Regions from separate parts of the Cricetulus griseus genome. Here region 2 is linked to region 1. A link is a contact called in public Hi-C data. All regions are on one chromosome and are shown on one strand. The core of a region is the stretch at or near the end of the contact, and the rest is flanking DNA. Distances in the headings are between cores, read along the strand shown.

Region 1 (7,316 bases), core at 2,990-5,489:
CCTTCCACATGGGACCTCAAAAGAATTTTCTATCTGAATCTAACACCGTCAGAAGGTCGAAGGTTCAAGATGAATGTGCTGCCTGAAACATGTTTCTATACTCTTTTGATGAAATGAGTCCTCTAAGGAAAGTCCTGACCCAAGTGGCATGTCACCTTGCCCTTGTATGTGATTTTTATCTAGAATCCCAGTACGTCTGCCACCAGCAAGGTGTTGACTGAGTAGGAAATCTGTGCTGTGACACTGTGACTCTGAAAAAGTAGCCTCTGTATTGCCAGCCTGGCTGATCATCACAGACTGTGGAGCCAGGGAACTCGGCACTCTGGACCGGAATAAAATTGATTTCAAGGCAAACTTTTTGGACCACACTCATTGAGTGTGGACTTCATCTTCAATGGAGTGAATCTCTTCAGCTTCTAAAAGACTGGCAGAATGGGGCTGGAGAGATGGCTCAGAGGTGAAGAGCACCAGCTGCTCTTCCAGAGGTCCTGAGTTCAACTCCCAGCAACCACATGGTGGCTCACAACCATCTACAGTGGGATCTGATGCCCTCTTCTGGGATGCAGGTGTACATGCAGAGCACTCATACATAAAATACAAACAAACAAACATTATAAAAAGGCTGGCAGAATTAGATTTCTAGTCTCCAACACACCAAGAAATCTTTTAAATAACAATCCATCAAGACAACAACAACCTAGATAAATACAAGAGCAAGTCCCCAAGGGTTACAAAGCACAGCTTTAGACACAGCTTTCTGTTATTCTCAGGATGAAGTGTCACCACATTCATTTCAAAGAAGAGGAAACTGAGGCTCAGAGAAACCAAGTGCCTGCTTAAGATGAAACCTAACTGATGAGGTGGACGGTGGTTCTGACCTGGTGTCCTACCTAATGTCCTGATGTCCCAGGCATCAGTAAGTACTGAGTCACAGTGGCCTCTGAAAAACCCAGGCTCTGCTCTGTGCCTGCATTTTTACCATTAGTGGTTAATGTAGGGCACACCTGCTTCCCTAAATCACCCTGACCACGCCCTCGCAGGCATGGCTACAGTGTCCCCTACAGGTTAACAAGCAACACACAAAGCTTTGGGGATAAAAACACCTTTTCTAACTTCTTCCAACTGGAAGGGAGAGAAGGGGACCCTTGTGACAGCTTTCATTCTCTTTTCTTTTGAACAGGACTGGCTAAACCAGCATGCACCGGGAGATACATGCAAGGATATACTGTATCCACTCCTGCTGCTGGCCCAATAGCAAGAACCAGTTACCCCCAATTTAGAAGTGTCACCCCCAGAGCAGAGACTACCAGCATGGCATGCACTGCACCCGCCTATCTCAGGAAGGCATCTAGAACTGCTGGGAACCCGTCGCTACCTCGGCAAGAGTGATCCATCTTGTTGAACTGAAAGTAGCCCGACTTGCACTGACACAGCGCGACGCCATCCAGGTCGGTGCAGATGGAGGTCTCTCTGTCACATTCTGGACTCTTCCGCTTGCACAAGCTGCCGGCTGGGATGTGAAAACAAGACAGTGAAACCAAACCAAACCTCATCTTCACACCTTACAATGTACGAACTTGTTATTTCAAGAGGCTAAGAGTCTCTGTGGAGCCACATTCCTCCTCTCAGAGGCAACAGCCTCTGCCACTTGCTTCTGGGTCACACTAGTAAATAAATATCACAAGCATTCCCTACGGAGAAACCAAGCTGAGGAAGGCAAGGGCTCTGCCCAACCTACAAAGGCAGCCTCACTGTGGTATATTCTGTACCTTCACTGGGTGTTGGGGCAGGTAGGTTTGCTGGAACAGACCCAGAAAATGTGACCTTGTTCTTAGGGAGTTAAGAGCTTGGACCAAAAACAACCAGTTTGGGCCAGACCAGTCTCAAATGGAAGCGTGCCTGGGCTCTGTGTGTCCTCAGGGTCCCCAGGACAATTCCTTGTGGTAGAGCAGCTTGCTTTGTCCCCAGTGCGCTGCCTTTGTAGGATTTATTACAGGGACAGGTTTGAATGGTAGTCTGGTTTCCCAGGGTTGGCAGGAAGCTGTTTGTCTGGCTGTCTTCCCACTACAGGGGTGATTTCTTGAGGTTTATTCAGCACTGGGTCTTCAGCACAGAGACCAGCAAGTGAGCATGTGCAGGGGTGGAGGTGGCGGGGGGGGGGGGAGTCATAGTGGCCCATCAGTCATTAAACCATCACCAGGAGAAACAGAAACAAGCAAGAAGGAGGCCAGCTTTGAGGCCACTTCCATGTTCATTTGTGGGCTTTATTCACCGCATGGAGGATGAAGAATCAGCTTATTAGTATCAAAAATATTCACTGATGGGCACCTCCTTTATGAGGTTTCATACAGCAAACAAAATGAAGGATACAGTTTATCACCCAAGATAAGCAAAGAGGCACAAGTAAATGGGTGTACATAAAAAACCATTATGAAACCACCTCATTAGTGACTAATAACTTATCTACACATGCACAAGGTAAAGTAAGGCAGACGTGTGCTGCGGCTGCTGTTGGAGGTCAAGAGCAAGCTCAGAGTGGGAGGAGAGCTGCAATGAGATGGGCGGTATGTGCCTGGCACAATGAAAGTTGGGGGTCAACTTTGTAGGCATAGTCTCCCCTCTTCCATCTCAACGAAAAGACCAGAGCTCTTCAGAAGGTTCCAGTGATTATCACTGCAAGATTAACCCTTGTCTGGGCAAGTTCTAGTGATGAGATGATGCCAGGGCTTGACAACCCTCATGGAATCCCCAGCCTCCACCCCTTTGAGAGTCCTGAGAACTGAGGCTGAGAGACAACCTGGTCCCAGTGGGGTGAGTTAGGGTCCAGCTTCAATTCTCAGTGCCGAATTTCCTGCCTTTATCATTGGAAGCTGACGTATTAAGTCTGAGTTCCTTTGTTCATTGTAAAAAGTTTGTATTTAAGGGGAAACTTTTAAATGGAAAAAAAAAAATCTCAGAAAAAAAAAAAAAACAACTCTACAGAGCTGGCACCGGGGAGGACCTTGGCCTCCACAACCTCTCGTCTGACTTCTTTGAAGGCTCTGCCAGTCAACTAGTTAACAGAGAGTAACACCTCTTGATAAAGCGATGTCCAGGCCATCCTAGCCTTTGAAATGCCCGGTCTCATTAGGTATTTTCTGGAAGTCAATGTTAAGTTTTCCTTCCATCCTGTCTACTGATCTGGGCTGCTAGCATTGCCATGCCAAAGCAACCATTTCCTCCCAGCATCAGATTCCTGTTTGAACAGGGAGGGCAGGTTTCACCCCTGCCACGAGGAGCCACTTTCGTGAGCCTTCTCAAAAACATTGTTCATAAAGCCACCCAACAGGACCTTTCAGAGTCTCACTTAAATCGATCCCTGGTGATGTGAGTCTTCGGCATTCACAATTCCCATGGTCCTTCCTGGCCATAGCATCCATCAAAATAGACAATGGGCACACACATGAGTCTAAGGTGGAGGCATTCCACAGGGGATTTCCACAGTCCCTAAACCTCAGGAGACCATGAGAACTAAAGTGCTTTGAGAGGAGGGAGGCGGACATTCAGTGAACTGAGGTAGAAAACCATGCTTGTCAATGCTATCGCCTCACTGCCCAGATGCTGGAGACCCAGGTGTATAGCACCTGTTGGTCTAGCCTACCTCTCTAGCTCCAGAAAAAACTATCAGAACTGGACCCCTTGACCAAACCCAGAGAAGGTCTGGAGGAAAAACAGGGATGTGAACCCAATTTTGGCCCATATGCATGGCTGTCTTTATCCTCAAGGAATAGGAGAGGAGCAGTGAGGATGGCCTCACAGGAGTCTTCCCATAAACCACACGGGGGCAGTCCAAACAAGGCAGCTGACTGAGTAGGCACAGCTAGGAACAGGCTCTTACAAATCCACATAATCCAGCCACTTGATCTGCAAGACACAGATGCATGTGCTGGCAACAGAAAGTATCCTGGCTCCATGCTGACCACACAATGTGCAGTCCAGAAATGGTTAGCAAACTGAATAGTACCTACCTCAGTGGGAGAAAAAAAAATGGTACCCTTGGGTCCTTGGCAAGAGAAATAATATCATAAAACCAGAGTGCCTCAAAGTTTCCAGGACACTGTAACAGGGCATGAACTTTGGAACAAGACACTCCGACTCGACTATGTTTAGTCCATTTTTTCCCCCAATTACTAAGCAGCCAACCCCCAAGAGCTTATCTGACAATGGAAGCGTAACTGCCAACTCCCAAGCTCTGCGGTGCACTTGCTCACGCAAGGAAAGCCCCTGGACCAGCAGTTACGAAATCCTGACCTACTGGGAATATCCTAGACCGACCAGCGGATATGGCATCAAAACCCGATACCTTCAATTTATGTCTAACATCTGCATGCCAGATGGGGAGGCTTAGCTTAGGCTCTCTTTCCTTTGCCAGCCCTCATCCAGTGGTACAGCAAACTAACCAGAGTCCACTTTGATCACTTACAATGTGCCAGCAGGAACTAGCTCTCTTTGCCTAGAGGTACTTCTGATTCCAGCAAGTTTTCTTCTCCCAAATGTAAAACTATCCCCACAAGATGCAAATGTGCCTTTCAGAATTGTCTTTAATCACCTTCTTCATTGGCCTTACTCTAACACAGGGCAAGAGCCTCTGACAAAACAAGAAGCAAGGAAGGGAGACCCTCATCATTATGGCATTCCTGGGAGCATCCTGATGTGCATTCTTTGGATAATCATATGTTTTTAATGATAGGAAACAAAAAACAGGTAATACTGCACACAGGTCTTTGTTTTTTCTTAGTAATCACCCCATGAAGTTTGATGGATCACTGACAAGTCTACCCACTCTATTTGTCAATTTCTGTCTCCCTAGGAAACAGGGGTAATAGCTTTTGGTTCCATCAGCTCTTGTGGCATCTTCTCACCCAAGCACTGTATAGAAGAAACAGAAGCAGCTGGAAGCCAAAGACTAGATGCCTAAAGGCCATGCACAGACAGAACTGTGTGCATCTGAATATGGTAAAGGCCTGTGCTTCTGACATTCTAAAGGAAGGCTCTGTGCAGGAGTTTGCCTGAGCCCTAAACACCTCCCATGTCTCCCCGTTCTATGGGAGTCCTAGAGGAATCCCTCCTTACCTCTAAAGATTCTCCTTTGAGACCCCAAGAGCTGGCAGACTTCAGCAGAGGACCTGCAGGAGTTGACATATTTCTGGATTCCATCAGCCAGGTCAAATAGTGTCACATTGGAGGCCAGGGCAAAGGTGGACTGCAGTGAGATTGCCAGTGTACTGGGCTCTCTGTGGGCAAAGTTAGTAAGTAAGGCCTTAACTGACCAAAGTTAACATGTGGGTCCCAGGCAGCTTGCAAGTAAATGTTACTGCCATTCTTCCATGAAAGAATAGGAGAACACAAAGGTCCAGTGACCTTGGCCTTGGGTTACACAGTGGATTGGTCATAAAACAGAGACTGCCTTCATTTTGATCACCCATGTGGGAACAGCCCCCCTATTCCATCGACCGATTTACAAGCAAAAGGAATTGTTTCTTACCTAGACACACCAACCGTAGAGCGTATATAACCAGGCAACGTTGAAAAACACAAGTTTAACTGAAACAAACGAAGAACAGGGCTGTCAGACAAAAATCCCTGAACCAAGAATCAATTTCCTATTTTCAGGATAAAATAGGTAGTTTCTAGCCATCAAGTTATCAGCAGGCAGCTTTACCCAAAGTATTGTAGCCTTGTGTTCCCCTCCCGAGTATCTTTCTGTTGTTCCCTGAGAACAAAGGGAGTAGGGCAGACAGTGGAGAAATCTTGGCAGGAAATGATGTTCAGAGAAGCACCCTCGGAAACAAAACATCTTCAAAGGAGAAAATCCCATGTAAGATCCAGGGTTTCAAAAAACCCAGGCAACTGTTTATTTGGACTCTGCATATCGAGCAAGCTTGCTGGAAAGGCTCAGCTCCTCTCAGCTCCCCAGGTCTGATGGGCCCCACAGGCTCCTCATAACCTACAATGAGTTGACCTCACTCGAAGATAGGTTTTCCTCAGAAAGGCTCTCTGTGGGAAGTTACATGACGTGGGTCAAGAGCTCTTTTGTTGAGAACAAATTAAGAGCTATGTGTTTACCTTGTGCCCCAGAGAGAACAGAAAGACCTCGGCCACATGAAGCATTGTGCCTGCCTCCTTAGCAGCCTCCACAGCCAAGCTGGGCCTCCTCAGTAGCCCCCCACAGCCAAGCTGGCCCTCCTTAGCTGCCCTCCCCAGCCTGGAGATCCCTTTAATGGAGCAGGGAGTCTCAATATCTCATCTCAGATGACCCACCTGTCTTCAAAGTCAATGTTCCAGAGCCCCCTGACTTGGGAAGATGAGGTCAAGAGGGGGATGTTATCAAATGGTTTGCAGCTTTGTACATCATTACTTTATAGTCTAAGAGCAATGGTTTATCATTGTTGCTTTATTATTAACCTTTTATCCAGGTATGAACAGAATGCCATCTTAGGAAAGCCCATGTTAGTGGAGTCCCCAATGGCTGTTTAATTCTTTATGTTAGTTGGGGTCAGGTATGTCATGACTCGGTGTATTATATGGTGATATCTGGCCAAACAAACAAGAAATATTTAGCCAAGTTGCTTAGTACAGTGTAACATGAAGGACTGTACTTTTGCACAGGGCTCTAATCCCCTACACTATGTAAGAAGAGAATAGCTACCTACGGGATAACCAGGAAGCAACAATGGTAGAGCAATGAATCTACTTTTGGCTACAGAGATCATGCCTCTGCCCTTACAAGGCAGTTTCTAAGCCTCACAGTGTCCTTGATAATAACAATTTTATTGAGCTAGGATTCCTGGGCCATGCCCATGTATCTGGCATAGTCCCTATCACTAGCCATGCAATCACACTAATAGTGTGAACAATGGAGAGAACTCTGGGTCTAGGGACTAAAGTCAGCCATACGGGCAGTCAACCATGTCTGTACATGGCAAAGTGCAAATAAATGCTTCAGACACAAGGCTCAGGTGAGCGTTGTGGTTGGCAGTACTCCATATAAGTCACACACTGTTGCCAAGAGGTACCAACAATGTCAATAACACCACAGGGGCAGAGCAACTAGAAGCTTTACATTTGGGATCCCCAGACTCTGCCCCATGCATATTGCCCCTTAGCTAATTTTAATTTAAGTCCTTTCAGTGCGATGAACCACATATATGAAGATATTGGCCTTCAATAAGTTCTGTGAGTCCTCCTAGTAAATTAATGAAATTTAGAGTGCTCTTAGAAACCCCACACTTGCAGGTAGTGTGAGTAACACAGGTGACCTAGGGGAGTGCATTCAA
Region 2 (7,316 bases), core at 3,489-5,988, 180 kb after region 1:
CTGCTGTCACCAGGCAACTGGTACAACCCAACAGAACCTAGAGACTACTCTCTGGAGAAGAAGGGCCTTTTTACTATATCATGAAAGTAGAAGCCACCCAGCCTTCTTCCTCATCCCAGACCTCCATAGCAAGGTATTGTGGGTGAGAGCTTAGGTTATTTGAGTCTCATCTGTCCTTGTGATTCGAATGTATTTACCACCCACTGTCTCAAAATGGGAACAATCAAAGCATGAATTTACTGTGTAAGAATTAAACAAGTACAAATAAAGCAAATAATAATAAATATTATTATTATTGACCTATGCAGTACTTGATAAAGAATAGCTGTTGTCATGATCACTACAAGTAAGTGGTGGCTACACAAGAGCCTTTTTTATAAGCTTTTTCTATCTGAAGCGTCTAGCTGTGCTCAGTCCTCATGCAGAAGATGTCTGATGGCCACAGCGTCCCATCTTCCCCTAGCTAGTTGTGGAGTTTGGATGAAGCAAGTGACATCTGTAACAACTTGTCCAAATCTTTCACAACCAAGATGGGTTGTGAGGCATGGCTCGCTAACATCACATGCTGAGCTTGTGGTAGGCTGAGATCAGCACAGCTACCTTCATCACCAGCCAGCATCATACCGCGTCCTGGGCGGAAGTGTGAGAATGGCTCCCTGAAAACACAGATGTCACATGGCCATCGGATGAGGAGCTGGGAGAAGTGAGTTCCAATGGCATATCTGAGACCCGCCCAATGGTCCTCTAGTTCCCTGTAACCAGCTCCTCACTCAGGCGCCGTGGGTGCTTGTTGGTGCGCCCTTAGGTCCCATAGAGCAGTGCTTCTCAACCTTCCTCATACCATGACCCTTTAGTACAGTTCCCCGTGTGGTGGTGATCCCCTCCCAGCCATAAAATTATTTTTGTTGCTACCTCATAACTGTGATTTTGCTATTGTGTTATGAATTGTAATGTAAATATCTGTGTTTTCCGATGGTCTTAGACGGCCCCATGAAAAAGTTGTTCCACCCCCCAAAGGGTCACAACTCACAGGCTGAGAACTCCTGCCATAGAATTACGCAGAGGAAAGAGGCCAGTCATAGGGTAACGAGTCTACTCGGAACACACCGCCTCATTTAACTCCAGGGCTAGTGCTGGCCGGCTTATGCTTCCCATCTCCTTGTCTGGGCAGGACCCGTAACAATGTTATCTCTTTTTAAAACATATGCCTGAACTCGTTCCTGTTCCAGACAACTGGCAGGTGCCCAGTTAATAGATTATTTCACCAGACAGCTGAATGCATTGGCCATTGATCAAAAATGAGATCACCGCAATCCTCTGTGCTGTCACTGGAGGAGCCCGGTGAGAAACAACTGGCTATCTGCTAACAAACGGCAGACATCCCATCATCCTCCGTTTGCCTCACCTGGTGTCTGGTCCCCAGCAAAGGAGGGTCTGTTTGAGTCAGGCTGGTTTTATTCTTCGTCCCCTCAGGTTGGTGTGTGAACTGCCTATTCGTGTCCTCCATCCACAAATCCCCAGACAGACTCTGGCTGATCTATGGGAGTGTCTGGCCAACATCCCAGATCCCTGGCCTTCCTCTCAGACCTGCGCAGCTGGAAAGAACAAATCAGGAGACCCCCTGTCCCGGATGTCTAGATTCTGGTTTAATTTACTTACATGTGGATATGGGTAATACGACACATGTGTAGTAAAAGGGGAGGGAGGAGGGAGGAGGGGGGAGGAGGAGAGAGAAAGAGGGAGGAGGGAGAGATACGGTTGTTCCTGAAGCTGTGACTCAGATGTTGCACTGTGACCTGGGGTAGGTAAGATGTACAGTCTGATGCCCAGTGACTCACCCCAACTCTTTCATGAAGTATGTAATGCTTCCCTAAGCACCTCCATTCCTTGCAAACAAGAAAATTCAGGAGGAAGACTTTCAAAGCCACAGCTGTAACCCGTCTTCCTTCCTTCTGCCTAAGAAGGTCTGACTGAACTTGTAGCCGGACTCCACCCAGGGCTGGCCCTCTGTGAAGGCATTGTGAGATCCCTTGCCAGCTGAGCTTGTGCAGACGGAATACCTGAGAGCCGCTGCCAAAACAGGAAGGCCGGCGCCTCTCTGGGGGGAGCCTGGGGAGGATCAGCCACCCAGGTCTGCAGACTAGGGGTCAAGGGTGACAGTCCTCTACCTCTACTGAGGTTCTAGAACCTTTTCACAGAGCCCTCATCACTCTGGTCCCTTCATTTGTTCAATTAACCCTGCCTAGGCCCTAACCTGTTGCTGGGGGACACAGGTGCTTGAGGTCTATCCCTGTCCCCCAGAGCATTCTTGTTGTCGTGACAAGCCACCAAAGGGACAATCCCAGCAACTGGGCCTCCTCTGGAGCCCCACCCTCCTCTCAGTCCCACTGTGACACCCCAGCAGTGTTCCCCAGGTCGCTGCCAAAGCAAATGAACGGTGTGAAGTGGGGGACCAGGCAGGGGAATCCAGGCAGACCCAAATTCACTTCTCCCTCAGCATCGTAGAGCTTCTGGATTCTGGCCCAGTGTCTAACAAGAACTTGTCTTACAGGCCCTCTGTGGTGAGTGGCATATGCTGAACTCCAATATAAATGATGAATAAACTCTTCAAGACTAAAATGCCCATGATGCCTGCCTCCAACTCATCCAAACACCTACACATTATCTATGTCCACAAGGCATCAAGTCTTTAGCTAGATAAACTAACATACAATTAGTGGTAAAAATTTTAGTATACCAAGAGAGTTTAGGACAGCGACAGAAATGATCTGGGCCAAGTCAGAAACCCCCATACACTGCTCATTCCAAGGACCCAGCCATAGAAATAGAAGGAAAGCAAACCAGAAAGAGAGGAAGCCAGTAGAGGAATCAGGTATGGAGATAGATGGAGGGAAGCAGAAGACAGGCAAAGCAATAATACTAAAGCATCGTGGCGGCACCCCCTTTAATCTCAGCACTCAGAGGTATAGGCAGGCAGATCTCCAAGTTTAAAGCCAGCCTGATCTACACAGCGTGTTCCAGACCAGCTAGGGTTTTCGGGTGAGACCCTGTCTCAAAACTAAAGAAATGCTATTTGTCAACTTACTCTTCGTTTTTATACTGCGACCTCAAATATTGAAGTTTTGCTGCCCCCCTCCAGCAGCTGCAATCCTTCTGTTTCTAAGATGGCATACCTTGTTAGGGAATCCTAGGGATGGCAGAAATGCTCACCTACAGCTTTCAGCCTGCAATGCAGAGGAGACATCCAGCTCCTAGATTTGCCTCACCACCACGCCTCAAGGAGGCTGCTGCTGGAGGCCCCAGAGGTGAGAGGTAGGCTGCACAGGGAGTAGCCTGGATGGCCTGACACCAACGCCACCTGATTTTGGACCCAGGTTTAGCATTCCTTGGCTGAGCTTGTCCATGATCTCTGTTCCTGGTGGCACTAGGGGAAGCACGCTTTGTCACAACCCTGCCTGGTGTTCACAGCTCTCCATCTCATCTCTTGTTTCCCCTTCAAGGGGCTCAGCTCTGACCATCTGACCATCTGACCATGCAAAAGAAGGCTGGCTGAGACCTTGGGGTCTCAGATCCTCTGGATCTGAAAGAATGGAAGTAGGATAGGGACTCCACCTTCATCCAATGGCACACGGTGATAGCAGGTGCCTCTGAGAACACACTGGTGGTCGAAAGTACCTGAGATCACACTGGTCAAGCCCCATACTATGTAACCTCAGGGAATTTTACAAGCTCTTTGGAACCTCAATTCCCTTGTCTATAAAGTGGGAATTGTCATGTCAACACCACACACACACACACACACACACCACACACTTGTTGTTTCAAGGGTGACTAGGGTAATACGTGTAGAGTGCCTGCAGCTGGTGATGCTTGCTGTGTCCTCTCACATGTGCGTGTGCACACACAATACACACACACACACACACACACACACACACACACACACACATGCACGCACGGCTGCACGCACGCACACACGCACGCACTGAGCAAGGATGTGTGAGTGTAACTCTTGGCTGGGTGTCAGTCACTTGAGAAGTCTGAAACAAAGATCAGCCCCCCTACTCTCAGCACATTCTAGGCCACTCTTGACTCCAGGTCTCGTGAGTCTTTGCCCCCACTGTACTTCACTGTCCTTCTCTGAAAAAGGCAGGGCAAAGGCCTGGACAAGCAAAGGACACTGGGCAGGGATCTCCCACCCCAAAGCAGTTTGGAAATACAGACGGACAGTCTCCACCCAGAGGTCCGGGACTGAGCCAGGGCTTGGGATTTGCTCTGGTTTCCCTCAGGCTCTATGGGTGCTTTTGGGTACAGGCAGGGTTCAGGGGCCTGGGGACCAAGGCTGGAGTGAAAGTCAGGGACCCTCACTGAAAGTGTTCTTTGTCTACTCCCAGACTCAGCCTCTCTCTGCTGGACCAGCAAAGAGCCAGCTGCACACAGAGGCTTGAGTTCTCAGAAACCACTTCCCCTCTCTAGGCTGCTACTTCTGCCTCTCTGAATTAACCTTGCTCAGCCCCTGTCCAGTGTTGTTTATGAGGGTCACTTGAGAGCATGTGTGTGACAGTCCTTGATGAATAGCATCATCCATCCCTGGTTCCAATGCAAAGTGTAAACACCAGCTGGGAGGAGCAGTCCACACACAGGAGTGAGCATTTCCTCCTAGGACTGGGGAAGGGAAAAGGGTTGAGTGAGCTGCTCTGGGATAAGGCCTCCTGCCCAGAGGCCAGAGAACAAACAGACTACAACTCCACACAGAGGCCACTGAGGGCACTGCAAGGCCCTTCAGGCAGGCCTACCCACAGCCTGGGAAACACTTGGAAACAAAGCATACGAAGTTGGTGTCCACCACAAGGGGCCAGCCAGATGGGAAGGCACCAGACTGGGACACCACATTGGGTACAAGACAGGTAGGTATATGGGCAATAAAGGCATGGAGGCATCCCTCATGGTTGCCACAGACTAGCCAACTGCACCTGCAAGAGCAGAAAAGGCCTTGCAGTCTGGCTATCTTCCACTCAGTGGACTCTCCCTACATATCAGTATTTACTGCCTATCTCCATAAGCCAGTATTGAGCAACTACGGAAGACCCAAGCCTTGCCCTTCTTAGCCACCATGTAGGCAGACTCCAAGTTCTAGATGAGCAGCCGAAAGGTATGTGTTCACCTGCTTCACAGGATGCAGATCATGCCTATAAGTATAAACCTGCTCAAAAGCCCATGGTTTGGGGCATAGGCCTTAGGCAGGAACCCAAGTCTGTCAACACCCAGATTTTTCCTCTCTTGGATGCTGAGCCAGCAAAGAGCTGAACATGGAGGCCTGGGTCCCTAGACATTACTTCCCCTCTCTAGATTGCTACTTCTACATCTCTGAGGTACAGCAGTAACCCTGCCCAGCCCCTGTAACAGTGTGGTTTTACTAAGTGGACATATTGCCAGGCTGCCTTCTAAATAGTGATATATATATACCCATAGATTTGTGCTGCCCTCAACCTTGGCCAGGGACTCACAAGGGGTCAAAGTGCTAAAATTAAGTGACTATTGAGTGTTCCATCCCACCCTCAAGGCTCAGAGACCATCTCAGACGAGAGGCAGAAAGGATGTAAGAGCCAAGGTGTGGAGAGGAGCGCTGTGAGACGCTCTCTTCTGGACATACCATGGTCGTTATGGTTACCTACAGAAGACTTGTCAACAAAATCAGCAGTTGACATTCAACAGAAGGTACCAATTGGCCCCAGTGGGTTTCCAAAGCAACAACAAAACCTGAGCAGACTAGAAGGTGGCAGGAGGATGCTTAGGAGATATAAAAAGGAGTATCAATGATCAAGATACATTGTTTACATGTATGAAGTTGTTCATAAATAAAAGATAATCCTACCTTTAAAAGATAATAAGATATATCATAACGTTTAAAAGTAACAAATGGAGGGTATGAGTTTGCTTGACTTTAACTCAGGGTGGTATATGGACCACAGGGACTGGCTGTATGGGAGCTGGGCTGGAGAAATCTTGGGAAGCAGATGAACCAGGGCAGTAGGGATGATGAGGAAGAAGGCACATGGTACCCACTGACAGCAGAGGACTGAGCCCCATGCTCCCCTGACCATATGAGGAAGAGGAAGACCAAGAGGAGAGCCAAGGCATTAAATCACAAAATAAAGAGGGAAACGCTATTTAAACCAGTACATACAGCCAATGTACAAAACGAGTCAGGAATCATAGATGAAAGCTGAGCATGGCAGGACATGTCTTTAATACCAGCACCTGGGAGACGGGGGCAAGAGGCTCAGAAGTTCAAGATGATCCTTAGCTACAGAGTGAGTTCCAGGTCAGCCTGGATGGCAGTGAGACCCCACAAGAAACAAAAAGCAGAAAGGAATCGGAGTTGAGCAAAGGTCCTGGATTCAGAGATGAAGAACTCAAGGACCCTCGGAAACAGCCGTTTCAGCAGAGAGGAGGGCAGGCATGCTTCTGCACCCTCTTTATAGCTCCCAAGCAGTGACTTTGGCCTTCACATAGCCAAAAATAAGCTCCTAGCCTCACGAAGCAACTTCCACTTGCTGGATTCTGCTTGAGATGAGCCTGCCCCAGGCCCTGTTCACTGACTGAGAGGAGACACCAGAGGACCAGAGTGGAGCAGAGTATGCGATGTAGGCTGCGAAACGCAGGGTATGTCGAAGAACCTTGGCAAACGTCTTCCTGGATAACCAAAGGACTAAGCTTGAAGACTCACAGTTTTGTCTTAAAATGTAGAACCTAGAATTAAAATGTACCACATGTCACTTCGTTTTCTAAAATGTATTTTCTCTATATTTGCCTGACTTTCATGGCAGTGAGATCATTTTGGCCCAAGACTCATCTTACATAAATGAACATATGAGCCCCCAAATGGCATTTTAGGAGTTTTAAGACAAATGTTTGAAAGTGTCATGTCTAAACTGCCATGCTGTTCAGCTTTGTGCAGTAGCTGTGCTTTGGGAAAGACAGGACAGGAGGTGAAAAAAGAAAGAGGGACCCTCACTGCCAGCCAGGACATAACCAGGGGGTGAGGAATGGAGGTGGTGAGGAAAACCAGGGCAAAGAGAGAACATGACACAGAGGGACACCTTGAGACAGAAGGACACAGTGCACATAGCCACCCACATACATGAACACACACGAATATACACAAATAATTTCAAATTTAAAAACATTCTAAATGACAAATGTTCAAACCAAGAATTCTAATATCCAACTGTTGCACTCATCTATTATCCCCGAGAACAGTTCCAAGATCCCAGGGATGTCCGAACCTGCAAACCCCACTAAATCCTACATTT

What was found. Hi-C and Micro-C count contacts between places; a contact is called where the count stands out from the background.
Region 2: a contact with region 1 is called in a Hi-C map of liver, with 3 times the contacts expected there. The contact joins two enhancer-like sites. A contact is called at or near these places in 2 of 8 Hi-C or Micro-C datasets (the CHO-K1 cell line and liver).

The regions. Positions count from the first base shown.
Region 1 is chr4:55,855,427-55,862,742 of CriGri-PICRH-1.0, forward strand. Heg1 (protein HEG homolog 1) reads right to left here. Exons shown (of 19, transcript XM_027412797.2): 12 at 5,525-5,583; 13 at 5,113-5,273; 14 at 1,376-1,510. Among named protein-coding and RNA genes, the nearest start is that of Muc13, 51 kb to the left of the region's middle. Within about 2 kb of position 4,240, at least 1 of the 6 cell types and tissues checked has open chromatin away from gene starts, as enhancers often do.
Region 2 is chr4:56,032,748-56,040,063 of CriGri-PICRH-1.0, forward strand. No RefSeq gene overlaps it. Among named protein-coding and RNA genes, the nearest start is that of Heg1, 120 kb to the left of the region's middle. Within about 2 kb of position 4,739, at least 3 of the 6 cell types and tissues checked have open chromatin away from gene starts, as enhancers often do.